Regions from separate parts of the Mus musculus genome. Here region 2 is linked to region 1. A link is a contact called in public promoter capture Hi-C data. All regions are on one chromosome and are shown on one strand. The core of a region is the stretch at or near the end of the contact, and the rest is flanking DNA. Distances in the headings are between cores, read along the strand shown.

Region 1 (4,009 bases), core at 500-2,999:
ATCATCAACCTAGTATTTTGTAAGGACTTTTCTACTTCTATCGTCTCTGAAAAAGATGTCTTCAATTCCAAGATAATTGTAGTAAAAAAGATTTATTTAACACTGAAAAATGCATGTAAGCAACATTTTCTCTTTTCGATTGTTGGGAACGTTCTATAGCTCCTCTTGCTTGACATTGCCCAGGTGCATTAAGAAAAAAGGTTAAGCAAACTTCTTAGATCTTAGGTATCATTGACTAACTATAACACATATATTTCCTAAACTGATGACTGAATGTCTTCCTAGCAAATGGTTTATATAATCAATAAGAAGCAAAGTGTCACAGTATAGTTAATTTCATATTGATTTATAGTGAAATATCAAAATAGATTTGACCCCAGAAATACTTGTAACTGATTGTAAAGATGGTGGTGGAGAGGATCTGGGAGGAATTCAGATAAGGGAAAGACTATGATAAAGATGTATTGAACAAAAAACATTGTAAAGAAAAAATCTATTATACTTCATAAGAGCAGTTTCTAAAGTACAGTCACCTTTTTATTTAAATGACATTTGTCAGAAGATATTCTACAACAGATATGTTCACTGCAAAATAAAGAGAATGTTGCTACAATAAGAAAATAACATCTTTAAAACTCATTTTTTTTCTGTTTGGTTTTATAGCAAAATAAAGATCAGATGATATATATATTATTATAAATTTTGCTGCTCATAAAAATATCTGGCTCTACAACATGTCATATTTGGGGCTGAGAGACAGCTCAGTGAGTAAGAGCACTTGGTGCTCATCCAAAAGATACAAATTGGTTTCCCAGCTCTCATGTGGGGTGGCTCTCCTGGTCTTACCTCTAGTCCCAGAAGATATGACACCCTCTGATATCCTTAGACACTGCTCACATGTGGGGTATACTCAGAGACACACACTCACATAAGTAAAAAAACAAACAAACAAATAAATTTTACAAAAAAGAGAGAAAGCACACCACATTTTGTGTATAAACACATATTAGTAATTCACATCAGAAATATACATACAGATAATGTCCAGATTTGTGCTAGTCTTTAAGACAATGAGTTAGTTGAATTTTTAATAGGAATTCAGGAACATATTCTATAGTTGTGAGCTTCTGTAATGCTTACATTAGTTTTTTAAGCTGGATTTAAATCTCATTTTAAACAGAATGGCAAGCCCCAACAGCTTAATGAAAATAAACTTTGAATGCAAGTTGTAGCCTTCTGGTGGCAACCCGCCAAAAAAGCTTTCACTGGATGACAACCATTGTAATTATTACAGCAGCTGACCATGGCCTTAGCATGACCCTACACACATCCATTTAAAAGCACAGTGCTCTCAAACAATAGCATGATCAATGCCAGGGTGGTGGGTATAAGTGTAAGCACCCAGAGTGACAAGCCAAAGGAAGAAAGCAGGTGGCCCTCACAAAGAAACCCCCAAACCTGCTGGGATAATATAGATAATGAATTTTGCCCTTCAATTAGTAAGATTGGTTTAAATTTGACTTTTTTTTGTGTGTCACCTCTGAAAATTTTGCTTGCAATTTTAGCAAGCATTGTATTTTTAAAAACTAATTTTAGTTTTTAATTGTCACGTAAGTGATGAGGTTTCTATGCACATTTAGATTTGGTTTGTTCTCCCCACTTTGGATTTTATCCCCTTGTCCCATGCTTTCTTGGACTCTGCCACTTTAAGTATCTTCCTTCCCTTTTCAAGTCACGTGGTTTTATTACCCTCCCCTCTTCCCTCCCTTAAAGCGTCTTTATTCTCTTCACGTGGCCCCTTGAGTTCTCTAGCCTTTACCCATGCTCACTGCAACATGATTACACACACACATAAAAATTACAAGCTAGGCACTGCATGAGGAAAAGAATGTGGTCTTTCTCTCTCTGAGCCTGGATCACTTCACTTAAAATAGTATTTTCTATTTCCATCTATTTCCCTTCGAATTTCATAATCTCATTTTTTCCTCTAATGCTGAATAAAATGCATTGTGTGGACACAGAACATTTCGTAATTTATTCATCAGGTGATTGGCATCCACGCTGATTCCTTCTCCTTTCCACTGTGAATTGAGCAGCAGTGAATGTGGGTGTGCACATATCTCTGTGGGGAGATGTAGAGTCCTTTGGGCGTATGACCAGGAGTGGCATAGCTGGGTTCTATGATAATTCCACTTTAGAGTTTAGAAGAAAAATCCACAGTGATTTCCATAAAAGCTGCACTATTTTACATTCCCAGAAACACTGAATTAGTATTCCCTTTTCATGAGCTGGTATAGCAATTTAAAATTGAGCATTAAATTGTTTCTTTTCTATTCCTTTGGGTCATATTATTCCTAAGAAGAAACCATCTTAATTAGAAAGAATATGGATAGTTCTGATAACAGCTTTTTACTTAATACATAAATGTAGTTATTTCTCTTACTAAATTTAGTACATATTTACTATTTATGTGTGCATATGAATGTTTTACTCACTAATGGCCACCCATATACACATAGGACATTCATAAGTATTTGCACACAGACACATTTATGTAAGCACTTAACGTCTGTTTTGCTTAAGAATCTATACAAAAATAGAAAGTAAATATTTCGGCATAAAAATATAAGTTTCAAGAAGTATACATTTTTGAACCACAAATTGGATAGTAAGAACATTAGCACTGAGTTACTTATTTATCTGGTATTTGTCTCAAACAATAGATTAGAGTGCTGTATCCTCCCAGAATTAAAACAGCCTTTGTGGGGACAGGGTGTACTCTGTCTGCATTTGGTATTGCTGTGGTCATGAAATGATGTGCTGAGAATCCCCAAAGAAGCCAGTGTGTTCAAAGTTTTCTGTGTGAGGCAGAAAAAAAAAAGAGCCCTAGGAGAGCGAGACCAATGTCCTCGCTGAGACAGTCAACTTGCCCAAGGAGTCCACTGACTGTGACCCAGATCCTGCATTTTTGGCGTTCAATTAAGTCCAAAAATATCAAAGCAAAGGAAAATCTAGTCTTATAAAAAGGAGGGATAATTGGCTTGCCCTGATCCTTTCAACTCCTGCAATTGAAGCTCTGCTCCTTTTACAGCCTGGGTAGCCTCGTTAAATCTCTGTACCTGTCTGTCTTCCCAAGAGTTCTCTCCAAATGCATTTTGAAGACATGTCTGCACTTTACAGCTTAATTTAAGAAATCTCCCACACAATGTATTTCCCTGGTTGATTTTGCTCCATTCAGATCACTTCCTTTATTCATTTACCGTCCACGTTCTTTAACATATCCCAATATATTGGTTTTGGTAAGTGGTGTGAATAAGATGAGGGAATCTTAGATCATCAGAAAAAAATGTTCATATTTAAAGCAGAAGTTTTATCGAACATTAACTGAAGAATTAGGTTGATTTTAAAGGTTGAGTTTAAACTCAGTAAAGGTGAGAATAGAAACAAAGATTCAGGTAGACAGGCTTTCCAAATACCTCCAAATTACTTTTCAGAATAAATATTTAACTACCTGTGCTGCTCAAATCAAAGTCAGTTTCAAGTCCTATCTATCTGCTTGAAATAAACTTCTCAAGTCAGCAAGGTGGTGTCGCCCCCTAGGGGAAAGTGGTGATTTTGGGTGAGAGGTGAGCCAGTAGTTATTCGCTTTATTGCATGATTATTGCAGCATGCTGGGGAAGCATGTCTTGATTAATGCAAGAATACTTCTCAATTAGTGGCATAGATCCTTTTTTAAAAAATATATTCTTTATCACACATGAGCAGTAACACAAACTTGGAATGGCTCACTAAGGAATAGAATGTAGAGAAGGTAGTCATAGTTGCGTCTGCCAAGTATGTATCTCCTTCTACATATAACACAAAGGTTTTTGTGTCCAACTTCAACAGTTAATTTTCTCTAATGGGAACTACAAGTGGAATCAGAGGGTGGTTTTAATTTATTGTGGTTGGACATGTATTGATTACCAAAATCATATTGCCTAGGGTTGTGTATTTGAGTAGCTGATAA
Region 2 (4,009 bases), core at 1,080-3,579, 410 kb before region 1:
ACTTAAGGAGTTAGGGCATGCTATCCATCCAAACAGGAAGGCATCATTATTCAGGTGGAGGAGGGGATACTTAGGAAAATGAAGGCAGCATTCAGATACACATAGGCAGCCCTTCAGTGTTTTCACAATCTACATAAGCATAAGCTGTCTACTTGGGAGCTGTGTTCTGCCACCTTAAAGATGCCAACTGGGGCTTCTAAGAAGGACTTAAAGGGATTTTTCCCCTATAGTTCAGCCTCTTTTCCTTGCTGAGTACCATTAAAATTAGTGGCTCATTTAAGTGATCCAGAGTAGGAAGAGTAGAAAATTGTTTACATATATAGCCCAGTCTTTAAGGTACTTTGAAAGAGAAAACAGCATCACAGACTTTATTTTGGTGTCTTGTTTTTCTGTTCCATAGTTAACCTAGCTCTTGTTTTGGATTTTTTTTAAGAAAGAAAATAATTAATTAAAATTATTATATATAATTAAGTACATATAATATATAAATATATAATATATAACTACATAATACAATTATATATGATAACAAAATTTGATTACAATAGAAGATTCTTCACATAACATTTCCATTCACCAACTTTTGAATAGACTACTAATCCAAATAGCATGTGTCCTTTCTATCCATATATCGACACAGCTCAAATGGCAGTGCAGTATAATGAACCCACTGTTTATTTTTACATTTGTGCTTTCAGGATCTGTCTGGTTGACATGACATACATACAACTAGTTTGTACTGTTTACATACACCAGAGTGGGAATTTTTATTCCTAACTTTGATGTCCTTTACATTATTTCCATGTGATTCTGGTTGCTCTTGCTCTTAGAAATAAGTTCAAAGATTCCTTGTAAGACACAAGGGCTTCACAAGGGTTATTCTTGATCTTATGTTTTGAACGCACAGGATATAAATCTGCAGTATTTTGAGGTATTGACAAATACCGTTGCAAATGGGATTTTCTTCTCTTTTCATTTTTTCTACTTTAAAAGAAGAGTAATTTTATCTGTTTCCATTTTCAGTCATCCAACAAGCTGGTGCTGAACACTACCTCCCTGTGACATGTCATTTGACACTTAACCTTTGGTGAAATCCCGTATTTTAATTTTTGTCTAACTTTTTCCAAAATAGTTTTTTGTTTTTTTTGACCCTTGTCAGTTTTGTTGTTATGTCTGGTGTCTGTGCATCTGCCCATTTGAACCTCAACACAAGAAAAAAAATTATAAAGATTTTCATAGTCTACTACCCTCTCATCTCTCTCTACCTTTTTCTTCTTGGGTCCCTTGTGTGTGCACAAATTTATAACCCGTGACACTCTTTTCATCTCCAGATATTTAAGTAAGTCTCACTGTAGAGTTCCTTTTGCTATGTAAACACATATTCACAAATGACAGTGCTTAGGACGTAGATAGTTTGAGGCTCTTTACTGCAATTGTATTTTTACTGTATTTTCTATTGTGCCCTTAGATAATTCTTCTGTTGTTGCCTTTGTCTCTATCTCACATGTTTATTTCTTCCCCTTTTAAAAATTTGGTCCGATATTTGTCTGTTTTCTCAGCTATACCAAGATTGCTACACGGGGTTGTGTGTATATAAAAATTGGAAAGGCATGGGCATCGTGATGGGAGTTCGGTCCTCCTCAGTTCTCAGTTCTGAACATATCAAGGTTGCTGCGTTCCTCCTGCTCCCTGTGATCAGCTCTAACTCCACCTCCTGGTAGGATGCTTTCAAAGTCAATGTTAAAGGTAACGGGACACCTGGATCCTTCTTACCTTACAATCTACTCTCTTACCGAGTGAATGAAACCAATGAAGTCTGTTTCTTTTCTGACTCTGCTCTGGGGAATCTAAGACTGTGAATGTGTCACTATTCCCTGGGGAGTCTGAAGCCTGAGCATGCGCACCAGTTGCTACCAATTGTTGCAGATCTCAAGAGGCTTGCCCTTTCTACCTTCTCCTCCAGGGATCCCCGCCTGCACCGGGGGTCCTGAGATCCAACCCCCTCCTTAGTGGTGACAGATTAGGTCGGGTTGGTTGGACTATCTAGGGCAATAACCCATGGAGTTCACGTCCTCCTTGCCTTTAGCCGTGCAGATTCGGCGCCTCCGCCCTTGTTCCCGGGTCGCTCCTAGCTTCCTATTGAAAGCTACTGCGAACGCCTTGAATGAAACGTGTGTGGGTTTAGTGTGTGGTAAAACCACCAGGGGATCCCGTCTCTCCACAAACCAGATGCTCTGCTAGAAGGAGGACGAGAGGGAGGCGACCTGGAGTGAAGCCCGCGCAGTGGCTGAGCCGCTGGGAGAGGCCGGGCCACCTCCCCTGTCCACCATGCACCGCTCCGCCCGCCAGCAGCGGTTCCAGGCACCACGCTCTCCACCCGGGTTGCGATGGTGGTGGCAGTGACAAGCTCCTGCAGCCCACAGCACTGTGCACAAAACAGCAGCGCCCTCTCCTCCCTCTCGCTCCACTCCACGCCTTCTCAGCCCGTGCACTAGGCGCAGCCGCTGGCGCCATCCACTTGTCAACTTTGAACTGAAGGAGCAGCAACTTTGACAGTGGCCGCGGGTTTCGAATCTGGCTTCTCCTTGGCAACAGTCCCTTTGAAAGTCGTCGGAGTTAAACGAAGCAAGAGTTTCCTCTGTGCTCCGGTGGTGCCTTGTTTGCAAGGGTCCCCACCCCCCACCCCCCCGCCAGCCGAGAGTGGGATTGTGACAGCCAGTCCCCTAGTGGAGCGGACTTGTTTTTCTTTTTCTCTAGAGACCTCTACTAGCGACTGGATAAAGCAGTATGGAAAGGATGTAAATAGCAGAGCAACTGTTACCAAGAAGACAGCCACCACCCAAAGGCTGGGAGGAGCGCGGGGCTTCCTCCAGGCTGCGCCCAGTCGCAACATTAGGGAACAATCAGGTGGTGTTCGCAACTTTTCAAGGTCAGCCTCTTGGATCTGTTATTTCCCTGGGAACCTTCGGGTGCACCGAGCTTGGATTAGATTTGGCTGGGAAATGCTCAGAACATGAAACGTGGAAGGATTGTAGGGATGTGTTGATGACACCGTCCTTCCCCAAGCGCCCTGTTCCCTCCCAGCAATCTTCTGCTCCCATCCTCTACCCAGCGGTGAGTATGTGACATGTGCCTAACTCTCTGCACCAAGTTTGGCAGCAGGTGTCGGTGCTAAGCTAGAGCCAGGCTAGTAGGTGCGCCCTCGCCGAGCCATGCCAGCCCGGGGCGCGCCTCTCTCGCGCACATCGCGGCTGCTGCTCCTTCTGCTGTTTAAGGTTTCTGTCTCTGCTGCCCTGAGCTTTGTCCCTGAGCCCAGGAATGGAACTTGTCTGGGGGAGAGCTGTTCCCCACTGATCCAACGCCGCAGCAGGGATGCCCGTGGACCTGGGAATTCGGCAAAAGACGCTCTGCGAGTCCATGTGCCCAGAGAGAAACTGGAAGCAGAGGTGAGAGGGGCGACCTCTTGGGACCTCCCACCACCCAGGGGCGGTGACACAGGTGTGATTGAAGAAGCGGCGGCTGCTGGGCCCTTGGGACCTCCAACCAAGCCACCAAGTGCCTGGAGATGGAAAAGTGCCCAGGGTAAAGAACCATCCGGGCATTTGAGGAGAAGGGACCCCACGGATCCCCAACTCTTCTTTCCGACATCGGAGGGGGGAGAGATGAGTTCCAAGCGCGATGGGATTCCCCAGAGCAGGCAGGAGCACAGTGTGAAAACGGAACCCAGAGATCTTTTTTACTGGCCACGAAGAACTGGACAACTCCAGGATTCCCAACACAGGCCTTCAGCAGTACACGAAGGAAGGACCCTTGCTCCTCCAGGCAGGGCACTACCGCAAAACGGGTCTGCAGATGACTGGGTTCCTGACCAAGGGGGTCCACGCCGTGGAAACACCACGCGGCGCGTGAGATTGAAGAACCCCTTCTACCCATTGACCCAAGAATCCTACGGAGCCTATGCGGTCATGTGCTTATCTGTGGTGATCTTTGGGACCGGCATTATTGGCAA

Evidence for each region. Promoter capture Hi-C pulls out the DNA fragments that hold promoters and counts their contacts.
Region 2: a promoter capture Hi-C map of neural stem cells shows a contact between it and region 1. The contact joins the promoter of Gpr37 here to the enhancer-like site in region 1. A contact is called at or near these places in 6 of 39 promoter capture datasets (cranial neural crest, embryonic stem cells, liver and 1 more), 6 of 115 datasets of contacts at active chromatin or transcription factors (astrocytes, embryonic forebrain, embryonic stem cells and 3 more) and 2 of 9 other capture datasets (embryonic stem cells and pancreatic islet).

What each region holds. Positions count from the first base shown.
Region 1 is chr6:25,276,006-25,280,014 of GRCm38.p6, reverse strand. No RefSeq gene overlaps it. Among named protein-coding and RNA genes, the nearest start is that of Gm30658, 94 kb to the right of the region's middle. Within about 2 kb of position 1,749, at least 14 of the 459 cell types and tissues checked have an H3K27ac peak or open chromatin away from gene starts, as enhancers often do. A contact at or near this core is called in neural stem cells, where this site is marked.
Region 2 is chr6:25,688,300-25,692,308 of GRCm38.p6, reverse strand. It overlaps Gpr37 (G protein-coupled receptor 37), which reads left to right and starts at 2,329. Exons shown (of 2, transcript NM_010338.2): 1 at 2,329-4,009. The coding sequence starts at 3,213.